2 separate regions of the Neogale vison genome follow, and region 2 is linked to region 1. The links are chromatin contacts, called in public Hi-C maps. All regions are on one chromosome and are shown on one strand. Each heading gives the region's core, a stretch centred on a gene start, on an enhancer-like site or on the middle of the called end of the contact. The rest is flanking DNA. Distances are from core to core; before and after follow the strand shown. Region 1 holds the start of SMARCD1 (SWI/SNF-related matrix-associated actin-dependent regulator of chromatin subfamily D member 1). Region 2 has its middle 42 kb from the start of LIMA1.

Evidence for each region. Hi-C and Micro-C count contacts between places; a contact is called where the count stands out from the background.
Region 2: a Hi-C map of fibroblasts shows a contact between it and region 1, with 10 times the contacts expected there. The contact joins the enhancer-like site here to the promoter of SMARCD1 in region 1. A contact is called at or near these places in 2 of 3 Hi-C or Micro-C datasets (fibroblasts and muscle).

The regions. Positions count from the first base shown.
Region 1 is chr12:86,299,728-86,306,424 of ASM_NN_V1, forward strand. SMARCD1 (SWI/SNF-related matrix-associated actin-dependent regulator of chromatin subfamily D member 1) reads left to right here and starts at 4,340. Exons shown (of 13, transcript XM_044226683.1): 1 at 4,340-4,572; 2 at 5,231-5,418; 3 at 5,703-5,745; 4 at 5,840-5,962; 5 at 6,414-6,536. The coding sequence starts at 4,396. It overlaps ASIC1 (acid-sensing ion channel 1), which reads left to right. Exons shown (of 12, transcript XM_044227879.1): 9 at 297-388; 10 at 907-986; 11 at 1,074-1,178; 12 at 1,336-3,445. The coding sequence ends at 1,440.
Region 2 is chr12:86,508,576-86,515,961 of ASM_NN_V1, forward strand. No RefSeq gene overlaps it. Among named protein-coding and RNA genes, the nearest start is that of LIMA1, 42 kb to the left of the region's middle. Within about 2 kb of position 1,951, the one cell type or tissue checked has open chromatin away from gene starts, as enhancers often do. A contact at or near this core is called in fibroblasts, where this site is marked.

The sequences.
Region 1 (6,697 bases), core at 3,090-5,589:
AGTCTGGGATGGGTATGGAGTGCAGATCAAGCTGGAACAAGCAAAGGAAGCACCTCTCTTTCCTCCTTGCTTCATTCGGTATCTTCATCCTTACTGCTCTAACTGCTTGCCAGTGCGCAGGGCGTCTTTTTGTTTTTGTCATCACATTTGATCCTCACAATTCTACAAGGCAGGTACCCCCATCAACATCTCACTTTATGGATGCGGAGACAGAGGGTGACTTGCTAAGGTCACCTAGTCAGTGAGGGACAGAGATGTGACTTGAACCTAGGTCTCCTCCCCCAACCCCTTTGCAGGGAGAACATCCTGGTGCTGGACATTTTCTTTGAAGTCCTCAACTATGAGACTATTGAGCAGAAGAAGGCCTATGAAATTGCAGGGCTCCTGGGTGAGCTGCTTATGGCACTGTCCCCTTCCCATGTCACAGGCATGGTGCGACACCCTACCGCCCAAAGAGGCTGCCCATCTCTGTCCCACAAGTTCCTTCTTCCCCTGGCCCCCCCCACTTACGGCCTCCCCCCAAACTCTATTGTCTTGGTATGTAGTGGGAATATGGGGCTGAACCTTCTCTTAGGGCAAAGTGGAAGAGATAGTCCTGTGGGCATGAATGGGGAACTATTTCATAAGCCTTTGAAAATTTACCCAGAGAATGAATGTTGGGGTATTTTCTATTTTCTGAATAATACCTGTCCGCTTTAGAAAAGTAGGAAAATGCAGACAAACATAGAGAAAAAAAAAAAAGAACCCCCACCAGAATTGCTTTGTGCTCCTTCTGTACAAAGGCTGTAGATCTTTCTGCAAATACCACTTGCCTGCCCCTGTCCCAGAGAGCTCTGCTGCTCCGTGGTATCCTCACACCACTGACCTTCCCATGATCCTCCGCCCTCCGCCTCCCCACCCCCACAGGTGACATCGGGGGCCAGATGGGGCTGTTCATTGGGGCCAGCATCCTCACGGTACTGGAGCTCTTTGACTACGCCTATGAGGTAAGCAGGGGCGGGGCATTGCGTGGGGTCACAGTAGGGGCGGGGTTCCAGCCAGTCCCACCACTCACCGCCCCGCCTCCGTCCCAGGTCATTAAGCACAAGCTGTGCAGAAGAGGAAAGTGCCAGAAGGAGGCCAAAAGGAGCAGCGCCGACAAGGGCGTGGCCCTTAGCCTGGATGACGTCAAAAGACATGTGAGGGAGCGAGTCAGAGGTGCCCTCCAGCCCCGCCCTTCCCCCCCACCCCAGGTCCCCCCCACCCTTGCCACCTTTTCTCCTCTGCCTCCCCCACGCCCCAGGACCACCTGTGGCTTTTCTGATAATCAGTCCCTGTCCTGTGCCTGTCCCCTAGAACCCGTGTGAGAGCCTCCGGGGCCACCCCGCTGGGATGACCTACGCTGCCAACATCCTACCTCACCATCCGGCCCGAGGCACTTTTGAGGACTTTACCTGCTGAGCCCCGCAGGCCACCGTACCAAAGGCCTAGGTGGGGAGGGCTAGGACAATAAGGGGGCCCTGGGCCACGCCCCTCCAAAATCTGCCCTGGGGACTCACTCCCCCTCCCAAGGTAGAACCCTACTCCTGGGCAGTCCTTTCCTCTTGTCTGTGGTGAGGAAGGAATCTTGACCATAGAGTCCTCTCCCTGCCTCTATCCCATTCTTTTTATTTTTACTGAAACTAATCTAAAAAACTAAACTAAACTAAAAAGAGAGAATGGGGCAGGTGACCTCAGGCTGCCCCTCTCTGCTCCATGCTGCCTCCCCCAGCTCCCAGCCTAAATTCTGTCTGTCTGGCTATCTGTCATCTGAGTGTCCACCTACATTCTGCTGCCACCAGTCACCAAAGCCCCTCCCAGTGGGGGGTGGAGGAGATCCTTGGGGTCTGAAATTTGGCCCCAAACCAGAGAATGTACCTTGAAGGGGAGGGCTAGTGGGGGGGGCTTCCCCAGCCTTAAGAGACCCTCTCAGCCCAGTGACCCCCCCCAACCCCAAGTCTCCAGGAGGGAACTAAGACCCTAAGCTCCATCCCCCCCCTTACATGTGAAGTCTCTGGGGAGTTGAGGGTGGGGGATCCCCTGAAGTAGTGGATGATGGGGAGAAGATGTGGCCCTGGTGCTGTAGGCCGCATCCTGATACCTTTAAGTTCACTCCCAACCCTGAACTGCTGGAAAGAAATCCTAAGAGGTAGCACTCCTCTACCATCCCATGAAAGATCTAGCTGGTTGGCTTCCAGCTCAGGGAGAGGGGCACTGGTGCCTAACCTCACTGGTCCCTCTCCCAGGGGCCCCTGCAGAGGGCCACATCCATAAATTTTCTTATGGAACTCTCCCAAGTCCTCTTCCCCAACTTCATTTGCTTCTCTCAACAACCTCATCTGCATTTTCTATTTCTATATGATACAGACTCTATATTGCTATATCTCTGTATATACTTTCCCCTAACTCTGTCTGTCTCTACCCCATCCCCTCTTGTCTCCAAGAACCATCCTCCCACCCAAAGTTCCCCTTTCTGTGTTTCTACTCCCTCCCTGGTCTCTGAATGCCTTCGCCTGTATAAAGAGTTGGACTTTCTCCCCTGGTGTCTGTACTGTGTACACACATCCCTCTGAGAAGCACAAGGAGACGACACGCGCATTGTAACCTTCGCACTGTCTCGGTGGCGACATAAAGGAAGCTGTGAATCACAAGCTCTGCCTCTTTCTGGCCTCACCGTCTCCCGCCAACCCCGGGACCCCTATGCTATCCCTGTAGCCTTAACATTCCCTCTCCATTCAACCATCCCAGTGCCCTTTGCCTGGCTGACTATGGCCTCCCCAGGGAAGGGGTAGCTACAGACAGAGCCCCCAACCAGGGAATGGAAATCTGCTCTACACACTAAAACAAGGGTATCAGAGACAGGGGAGTGGTGGATTGGTGACTCTTGTAGCTGGAACAGTGGGGTGCTGACAAGCAGAAGTTGAGGTCCTCAGTCACTGACCTTTCCTTTCTAATGGGTGCCAAGCCTCCTTTCCTCCACTGATACCCAAGACCACCACTTATATTTTCTGGTGAGGTACAGTTTGGTAATGGTAAAGGCCTAGAAGGGTAGTTGAAAGCTTTGCTGTTCTGTCCCTCTCTTCCTATCTTAATGAGAAATGAATGAGGTAGAGGGCCTGCCATGCCCCCTCACCCAGGCACTCCTCCTAGGCCAGAGCCCTACCCCTTCCCAGGCCTTCTCTGCCCAAATGTCTCTTGGTCTCCAGCCCCAGAACAGGACTTCCGCAGGTCAACTGTGCATTGGCCTGGAGCTGGAGAGTGAGACTATGGGATTTCCGGGAACTCTTGGTTCCTAGAAGTTTCTTGGAGATCAGACCTCTCCAGAGGGAAGCAGGAGCAGGCCAATGGATGTGCACCAGATGGGGAACAGCAGGCAGGGCGATGGGTGACGCATGCCTCTGGTCTAATAAACTGGGTTTCAACCATCTCTTCAGTGTCGTTTTTCTCTTATTTGAATAGAGCTTAATAGTGTTTAGGCCTTTCCACGAAGTACCTAGAGTTGAGCTGAGCTTGGAGCCAAACAGGGAGAAGTGAGGAGGCTTAAGCATGGAGACTCTGGTCCTCCTAGGGTGGGGCGGACTGGCCACGGCACCAGGAATGGTTTCAACCAATGGGCGGGGAAAGAGGGAGAGGTCAAAAGCAAGAGAAGTCCCAAAGAGAAGTCCTAGTACAAAGGATTCTTTGGAGAGGGGACGGGGTCAAAATCCAAAATAAAATCTGGAAGCAGGTTAGGTTTTAGAGGTCAGAGACAAAGTTGGGTTCAAATTCTGGTTTGGCGTAGTTATTGAGGCACTGCATCTGTGGAATGAGCCCTGGGCTCTGAGCTTGAAGATCTGGATTCTGGGCTTTGACTCTACTGCTAACTTGCGGTTGATCTTTGCCAAATCATTCACTAAGATCAGCTTTCCGGTTTGTAAAATGGAATAAACAGTGCATTCTCCTCTTCAGCCCCACAGGCTTACAGCAGTAAGAGAAGGAAACGAAAAACAAAGTACTTTGGAAAGTTAAATCTCCCGTGCCTGCATGAAGCAGTTATTCCATCACCTCCGTCATCAGAGCGCTGAGGCTGAGGTGTGGTCCCCCTTTCCAGGGCCTTGTCTTCCTCCTGTCGGCCTGGGGGCGCCCGCTCACAGAGCCTCTCTATCCCAGAGTTCTTCTCTATGGTCTTCCCTCCCGGACCGCGAATACGGGAGGGAGTGGTCAGCACGCCTTTTCCGCTAGTCTCCCCCACCCCTCTAGCCCACAGTCTCGCTGCCCTGAGCCTCCCGTGCCGGCCGGCCGGCCGGGCGGACAGACAGGCACGCGGGGGGCGCGCGGGGGGCGGGGGGAGTTCCGGTTCCGGTTCTTTGTGCAGCTGCAGCCGCGGCTCCGGGGAAGATGGCGGCCCGGGCGGGTTTCCAGTCTGTGGCTCCGAGCGGCGGCGCCGGAGCCTCAGGAGGGGCGGGCGCTGCGGCTGCCCTGGGTCCGGGCGGGACTCCGGGGCCTCCCGTGCGAATGGGCCCGGCGCCGGGTCAAGGGCTGTACCGCTCCCCGATGCCCGGAGCGGCCTATCCGGTGAGTGGGGCAGGAGGAGGGGCGCGCGGGCCGGGGGCGGGGCCGAGCGGGGGCCTGGGAGTGACAGGGGTGGGGGAGAAGTAGGAGGGACTCTCTCGGGAGGGATTCGGGCCCTGAGTGGGGGTGAGGGGAGGCAGTGCGGAGGAAGGGAAGGGAGGCGTTAGCATCCCCAACCTGCTCCTGGGAGCATTGTTTCCGTTGGGGAGTCAGGGTACGAAACAACGTGGATGAAGTGGGGCCAAAGGTGGGCTTGTGAGGACCGGAATGCAAAAGGGCTGGGGCAGCTCCAATACCCGGAGGAACATAGGTGTAGCTAGCAAATTGAGGTCAGCTTCTAAGGAGCCAATAGCTGGCAGTACCATCTGAGTAAATGTGGGACTTAAAGAAGATGCCTAATGTGTCAGATACAAAATAGACTGGGGAGCATTTGAGTGTAATCTGGCTGTCTGTTAGCTTTGGGGCTATATTCTCCTGTGGAATTGTACCTGGAGTACAGCAAGCTTCAGTTACTTGGATTTCAGAGACAGAGGGTTCTCCTCCCATTGTGCTCCACCCCACCCCCAGCTTTGTTCATTCAAAGAACTCAGGCATCTCCCACTTTTTCTTGGTGGGGTTAGTAGGGAAGCCATGACATCTCTGGGTCCTCTCCTCTCTATAGAGACCAGGTATGCTGCCAGGCAGCCGAATGACACCTCAGGGACCTTCCATGGGACCCCCTGGCTATGGGGGGAACCCCTCAGTCCGACCTGGCCTGGCCCAGTCAGGGATGGACCAGTCCCGCAAGAGACCTGCACCTCAGCAGATACAGCAGGTCCAGCAGCAGGCGGTCCAAAATCGAAACCACAAGTAAGATGACCCTGGGGCGTGGGAGGGAGGGAAGGAGGGAGGCAGCCCATGAGGACACAGGTGATGGGAGAACCTGAACCCAGAAGTGGTGGTGCTGTGTCAGCAGATGGGTGCTCATTCTCCAGAATGCCTCACATGGGTGGGGGTGGGGGTGGGCGGAGTGTCTTTGATTTGAGAGACGCTTTGCAGTCCCTTCATTTTCCTATAAACGGAGGTGCTGACCAGTCTGTCTTCATGTTCTGGCTAGTTCATCCCAACCTGATAACAGTATTTATTCCAAACAGTGCAAAGAAAAAGAAGATGGCTGACAAAATTCTACCTCAAAGGGTGAGTCCAGGCTATAAGTCTTCTTGAGGATGTGCTGAAATTGAAAATAGAAGTGGTCAGCTCTAGATCCCAGTGGTATCTTTTTGTTCCCAAGATTCGTGAACTGGTACCAGAATCCCAGGCATATATGGATCTTTTGGCTTTTGAAAGGAAGCTGGACCAGACTATCATGAGGAAACGGCTAGATATCCAGGAGGCCTTGAAACGTCCCATCAAGGTAATGCAGAAGTGTGCTGGGCAGAGAGCCAAAGGCGAGGACTGGAACCTTCAGTAGGCTTAGGATGAGAAATCAAAGGCACAGCATAGCTCTCTTTGGCATTTAAATTACATCTCCCTTCCGCCTACGAACTGAGAATTACATTAGAACTGAACAGCAAAGGGGGAGGGGCGTTTGGTATCTCTCGCACCAGAAATATACCCTGTCCGTGTTTTTGCCGTAATTGCTCTGCTACCTTGGGAACCTGGCACCTTGTGTGACTTTGTCTGTTTGGTGTCCTTGTGTATGCACTTGCACTCAGGCCAGTGGCCTGTATTCTAGATGGACTCTATTCACCCACCCCAGGGACTGGGTAGATAGTAAGCCAGTCTGTTAGGAGTAATTTGGGGGTTTAGGGAAATTCATATCTTCAGTATCAAACCACCATCAATCCTATTTCTGCTTTCCTCAGCAAAAACGGAAGCTGCGAATTTTCATTTCTAACACTTTCAATCCGGCTAAGTCAGATGCCGAGGATGGGGAAGGGACAGTGGCTTCCTGGGAACTTCGGGTAGAAGGACGGCTCTTGGAGGATGTGAGTTCAAAGTCCACTGTGGTTGACGTCTAGGGTGGGAGCTGCCGGGAGCAAGCAGTGTTGTCTGGTTGGCAGGAAGCCTGACTGGTGCTCACAGCTCCTGTTGGGAACAGCAGGGAGAGAGTCACCGTGTTCCCTGCACTAAAAGACAATGGTTCTTT
Region 2 (7,386 bases), core at 701-3,200, 210 kb after region 1:
GAAGCAGACTCCATGCTGCTCAGGGAGCTCAATATGGGACTTGATCCTGGGACTCTAGTTATCTTGACCTGAGCCGAAGGCGGTCAACCAACTGAGCCACCCAGGTACCCTTTTTTTTCTTCTTCCTTCCCCTATGTTCACCTGTTTTGTTTCTTAAATTCCACGTGTGAGTGAACTCATACAGTATTTGTCTTAACAATATTATGTTTTCATGATAGCTGAATCCAGTAGAACATAGGTGTCAGCTATTTATGTAAAGGGACAACTTACAGTAAATATTTTTGGCTCTGTGGACTGTGTACCGTCTTTGTTGCTGCTTCTTCTCCTCTTCTTACCTGTAGAATTCTTTAAAAACGTAAAAACTATTTTGGCTTGTGAACCATATAGAATATGCCATGGGCCAGATTTGGCCTACAGGCTATACATTGCCAGCTCCTGCAATAAAACATGCAATTTGAATTCTTTAGATTTTGTTGAAACGAGCTGAGCCAACATTAAGTCATTAATTGTTTATTATAATCTGGTGATATTACAACTGACATTTTAGACATTGGAAATTGAAGCAAAAAGAGGTTAGATGACTTACATAAGATCCTATACTCTGTTAGTAGACCCCAGATGTATTACTCTTTGTATCATATGTGTTTTAAGTTGGTCCTAAAATATTCTTTCTTTGTAAATAATCTGGGAAAAGTAGGGTGGAAGGAACTAAAAGTTTTAGTTATTGTAATTGTCAGAAACATGATTGACATTTTTCAGATCCTGACATAAAAGCAATATCCTCAGAATTAGGTCCGTTGGATAATCGTGTAGAATATTGGATTGAGTTAAAGCACGTTGGAATAAATATGTATAATGCTTTCCCAAGGAGTGAGAAAACGTCGTCAAGCTCATCCAGGGTATAGCCTTATGGGAACTGACCTCAACTCCAAAGCAAACTGTTTATTCAAATCATTTAAATGTGATAAGAAGCTTGTAGTAATTGTGCTCTGGTTCTAAATGGTAATTCGCAGATTCTTCACCATGAAAGAAGTCCCAGATGTACTCAATTTATCTCCTCTCTCTGGGAGACTTTTTCATTTGATTTATTAGAGAAGAATAGAATTGTGTTTTAGGGTTGTTTGATTGATTTTACTCTTTAAGTATTAGACAATGCCAGGATCTGGTAAACCTGAGTTTGTTTGCTTTTTTTTTTTTTTTTTAAAGATTGATTTATTTTGGAGACAGAGTGTAAGCGGGGTGGGGGGGGGCAGAGGGAGCGAGAAACAGACTCCCTGCTAAGTGAGGAGCCCAACTGGAGTCTCAATCCCATGGCCCTGAGATAATGATCTGAGTGGAAATCACGAATCGGTTGCTTAAATGACTGAGCCATCCAGGTGCCCCCAATCTGAGCTTTTAAAATAGAAGGTCAGTAGAATTAGAACTATGAACTGCAGGGATGTCTGGGTGGCTCAGATGGTTAAGCCTCTGCCTTCAGCTTGGGTTATGATCTCAGGATCCTGGGATCAAGCCCTGCATCAGGCTCTCTGTTCATCAGGGAGCCTGCCTCCCCCTCTCTACATGTGATCTTTTTCTCTCCATGTCAAATAAATAAATAAAATCTTAAAAAAAAAAAAAAAGAACTATGAACTCGAGTAGCTCATTCACCTAGCAGAATTGGAAGCTAGGGCTTTAGTTCAGCACTTGGAATTATAAATTGGTTCTTGAAATGAAGGCTGACCATGTTTCTTTATCTTGATTACCTGTTAGCTCATTTATTGAACAGGTAAACTAGATAGAAAAGAATGATAAGGTCTTTCATAAGTAGCTTTATCCTAGTTGGAAATGATCACCACATACATACAAAAAAGACTTAATATTTTATATTTATCCTCATATCCTCTGCTTGAGGCTCTTGATCAAGGCAAAGCCCTTTAAACTCAAGCAGGACCAGGTCCAAATCCTTCAATTGCACTATTTACAAGGTCTTTGTCTTCCAAACAAGTCAGATAATGTTGGAGCATTCCTGTTAGTGAGTCATGCTGACCATATATAGTTTCTGTTTATTTCTTGTTGTAACTTTTTATCTTCCCACTCTTCCTTCCTTATACCTGTTGAATGACTACTGTGAATACAGGACTCAAAAACGAACAGGTTTTTTTTTTTTTTTTTAAGTTAACAGGCTTTTGTGGTAGAGTATTTTTGTGATTTAAGAAACTTCTGTTATCAAAAAATAAAATAAAATTAAAAAAAGAAATTTCTGTTATCTCAGTAGTGATAGTAGACTATATATCCAAAGACCAATTTTTTTAAAGATTTTATTTATTTGACAGAGAGAGAGAGCACAAGTAGGCAGAGAGAGAGAGAGAGAGGGAAGCAGACTCCCTGCTAAGAAGAGAGCCTGATGTGGGGCTCAATCCCAGGACCCTGAAATCATGACCTGAGCCGAAGGCAGAAGCTTAACCCACTGAGCCACTCGGGTGCCCCAAAGATCAATTTTTTATCTTGATAGAATAAAATTCAAATTTTTACTTTTGGTAGGTATATCATCTGTGGGTTTATTTATTTATTTGACAGAGAGAGAGACAGAGTGAAAGGGAACACAAGCTGGAGGTGGGGGGCATTGGGGAAGGAGAAGCAGGCTTCCTGCTGAGCAGGGAACCTGGTGCTGGGCTTAATCACAGGACCCTGGGATCATGACCCAAGCCAAAGGCAGATGCTTAATGACTGAGCCATCCAGGTGCCCCTCTCTGGTGGTTTTAAAACATAATTGATTAATTCTTTGGTATTCCTCTCTTCAAAAGGTGTCCTTGAACATGGACAGTACTTAGGGACTTGCTGCTAATAAACAGAATGTGGCAAAAATGACAGTGTGGCACTTTTTGAGTCTAGGTCATAAAAAAGCATCGTGGCTTCATCCTTTCTATTTCTCTCGGCTCATTTGTGTTACTCCCTTGCGTATCACATATTAAGAGGCTCTTTGGAGATGTCTTTATGGCCTTTAGCCAAAAACTATGTGCCTGAGCCAATTTAGAAGCAGATCCTCCAGCCACAGTCAAGCTCTCAGATGACTGCAGCCCCAGCCAAACTCTTGACTCCAACCTCATGAGAGACCTTAAGCCAGAACCAGCCATTCAAGCCGGTACTGAACTCCTGACCCACAGAACTTGTGAGATTATATATGTGTGTTGTTTTAAGCCACCAGATTTTGGAGGTAATTTGTTTTGCAGCAATAGATAATTAATATACCATGATGTAATATTTTATAGTAAATATGATAAACTTTTTATCTGTCTTATAAGATTGTCTTACAGACCAACATTGTTTAGTTCTCCTAATTCATACTTTTTTTTGTTGCTGTTATTTCTTGGATTGTCTTGGACTGAGAGAGATGTGTTAAAGTGATTATTAAATTTTCCATTTCTCTAATCTTCTGTAGTTACTACTTTATAAAAGTTGTTGCTATATTATTTATTGCACAGATATGAGTCTTTTATCTTCATAGTGAATTATAGCTTTTTGTGTTATAAAGTCACAACAGGTCTCAGCTCATCCCATGAGGAGTTTTGAAGTTGGGATGGCCCTTCAGAATTGTCCCACCTTGCTTTGGGGGCACAACGATGGAAGACATCTTTGGAGTCCCCACCCCCACACCCCAGCCAGAGCTGTCATGTCCCCTCCTCTTTCACTTCCTATAGTAAACAATAAAGGCCCTTCCTACCCTTAAAAAAAAAGTTGCCCCACCTTGAGGTAAGGCCCTCAGATATCTTGGCATGAACAAGTCATTGGATACAGGTAGACATTGGGAAGAGGATTTGACCTTGGGTAAGGAAATTTTTTTTTTGGCCAAAGATAATTCCCAGAGAAGGACTCAGCCACCAGCTTTCTAGCAACCTGGATTATGAGTGCCTCAGTACTGAAGAGGGTATATGGAGAGGATTCTACAGGACCCACTACACTTATGTATCTTGTCGTTTAGTCTTGGTTTCTGCTTCGAGACATAATTTTTTCTGGTATGCTTTCATCTGTTGAAACTGTGATTGTGTGTGCATGTTTTCTTATAGTAATTTTGTGTGGATACTGAATTTTTGTTATTGTTACTCATCCTTGAATATGCTGGATTTTTCTGAATCAGCTTTTAACAGATCTTTCAAGGGAAAATGGACAGGGTTTCAAGGCCTCCCAGTTTTGGGTTTTGTTTTGTTTTGTTTTGTTTTTTTCCCAGCTCAAGGGCTCCCTCTTCTGTTGCTATGGTGAAAAGCAGTTTTCTTAAGTACTTTTTTTTTGGTGGTCCGATTTCTGATTCTCCTGTTTGTTTTTTCACTGGGGTACTTATTACCAGTTACTTCTTTTCTTTCTTCCATTGGCCACTGGCTGCTGTCTTCAAGGAACAATGACTACTTTCAAAAGTAGTCTCTTTCTCTTTCTCCTGAAAGTCACGTTTAACCAAGACTATACCCATGTTCCTCCTGAATTTTCCAAAGCCGTATGTTTTTACTCCTGTTACCAGTACTGATCTGCCAGGTTTCACACCAGCTCTCAGCTGTTCCCACTAATGGCTACTTTGGTAGCAAACCCTTGTTGATGTTATCAGGTTCTACCAACACTAAGACTACACGTTCTCTACCCTCTTCAAACAGATTCTTTGACCTTGATACACTTGGGGGGTTCTGGATGGTCTCTACTTTATCTTTCCCAACTGCTTTTAAATTACAGACTGTGGAGGGGGGTAGCCTGAGAGGTTCAAGTCTGTTAAGTGTCTGCCTTCAGCTAAGGTCATGACCTTAGGGTCCTGGGATCCACCCCATGTCTGGCTCTCTGCTTAGCGGGGTGTCTGCTTTTCCCTCTCACTCTCTGTGCTCTCTCTCTCTCTGTCTCTCTCAAATAAATAAATAAAATCTTTTTTTTTTTTAAAAGATTTTATTTATTTATTTGACAGAGAGAGATCACAAGTAGGCAGAGAGGCAGGCAGAGAGAGAGGAGGAAGCAGGCTCCCTGTTGAGCAGAGAGCCCGATGCGGGACTCGATCCCAGGACCCCGAGATCATGACCTGAGCCGAAGGCAGCGGCTTAACCCACTGAGCCACCCAGGCGCCCCAAATAAATAAAATCTTAAAAAAATAAATTAGAGACTGTAGGATTTTCTCCCCACATTTTAGTATCAGTTGTAGGAATTTTCATTGCTTTCTTTTTTTCCTGTGTGTAGTTTTTAGGAAGAGCTATGGGAAGAGGTATATACATATATACAAAGGTGTGTATTTGTTTTTAATACCCACAAATAATATTTTGCTTTAAATAGCCTTGTTTTTCTCTTCTAACTTAATATTATGTGTTTAAAATCTATCTCTGTGCCTTGTTTATACCTAGTTTGTTGCTTTTAGTTGCTACATTTCTTCCACAGCCTGCATCCACCATCTTTTATGTAACTGTTCCCCTGGTTAAAATGCCTGCATTGCTTTTACCTCCCTATTGCTATCTTGAAAAAAGCTGGATGAACTTTTGTATATGTTCCCATGATAATCCACATGACACTTTCTTCTAGGACATATACCCAAGAGATGGGATCTTGGGATTCCAAGGCACATACACCCTTCATTAAATATTTTCAGGTTGCTTCCCAGAAGCTAAGACAGCTTACACTTCCAAATCCTATGGACAAGAGGTCAGTCTCCCAACACATTTTGTCAAGATTTGGTACTCTAATTAAATTTTGCCATGCCGGCAAATAATCCATCAAGTTTTGGCCTTAAGTTTCAGTTTGTTTTTTTGTTTTTGTTTTAATTTCAGCTTTATTGAGATATAATTGAAGAATAAGTTACGAAGATATTTTCCTACATTTTCTTCCATTAGTTTGATAGTTTTATTTTTTTATTAATCTCTTTAACCCATCTGAAGTTCTCCTTTGTATTCAGTGTTAAGGTAGAGATCTAACTTAATTTTTCTTTATATATCAACATAATTTCTAACCAATCTGTTCTGTCCTCATGAAGATAGCTTTGCCACATTTGTGATGCTACCTTTAACATATGTCAAGTTCTGTGTACGATGGGTCTATTTGTGGGCTTTCTTTTTGTTCCATTTGTTGATTTGTCCTCGTGTCTCTATCTTTCTGCTGTTTTTGTTGTTTTTTTTTTTTAATCTCTGTAGTGTGCCAGCTCTTAATAGTTGTAATATTATTCCCTTTTTCATTTTCTTCTTTCAAAATTGATTTATCTTTTCATGAGCTACTATTCAATATACATTTTAGAATGAGTTTCTCGAGTTTCTAAAAAAAGTTCCTGCTAACATTTTAAAATAAGATTTGAACATATAGATTTACTTTTGAAGAACTGATATCTTTACTAAGACCATGCTTTATCTGTTTTTTCAGATCTTCTTTTATGTCTTATTAGAGTTTAAAATTTTTCGGGGTAAAGATGTTATGCCATATTTGTAAATTAATTGTTAAATATCTTATAATTTTTGGTGTTAGTGTGAATGGGATTGCTTCTGGTTCATTATTGCTAATACAGAGAATTAATATTCCTGTTTTTCTGAAGACATTATAAATATAAATGTGTAACCTTGTAAAGTGCTTTATATTGCAACTCTTGGAAAGAATATGTGATTTTTGTCCTTTAATCCATAAATATAGTCAATAACATTGATAGTTTTCTCATGTGAAACGATTCTTGTGTTCCTGACAGAACACCTTGGCTGTTGAATTCAGTTGGATAATATTACTTTGCATCTATTTTTTTTAAATCTGTTTTCATCAGTGACATAGATTATGATTCTCTCTTCTTATACTATCTGATTTGGAATAAATCATTAGGCAGCTTTTTCTCTTTTCCTGTTTTCTAATAATTTAATTGATAAAGGGATTATCTGTCCCTTGAAAGGTTGGTAAAACTCACTGTAAAACCACATAAGCCTAAGGCTTTTTTTTCTGGGGAAAAGGGCTTTAATTGCTATTCAATTTATTTATAGATATTTGGTCTGCTCATATTTTAATTTCTTCTGCCAATTTTGGAATTTTATAATTTTCCAAAAATCATCTATTTCATCTAAGTTATTTAGTGTATTAGCTTGTAATCGACCATCATATTCCTTTCTTCTTTTTAAAAAGATTTTATTTATTTATTTGAGAGAGAGAGAGAGCAAGAGCATGGAGAGGGACAGAAGGAGAAAGAGAAGCAGGCTCCCCACTGAGCAGGGAGCCTGATATGGGGCGCTATCCCAAGACCCCATGATCATGACCTGAGCTGAAGGCAAATGCTTAACCAACTGAGCCACCCAGGCATCCTGTCATACTCTTTTCTATCTCTGTTGTTTCTGTAGCTAGTTCTCATGATTTCATTATGTGATTTGATTATTTGAATCTTCTTTTTTCTAATTAGCTCATTAGAGAATTATCCATCTTATTCAT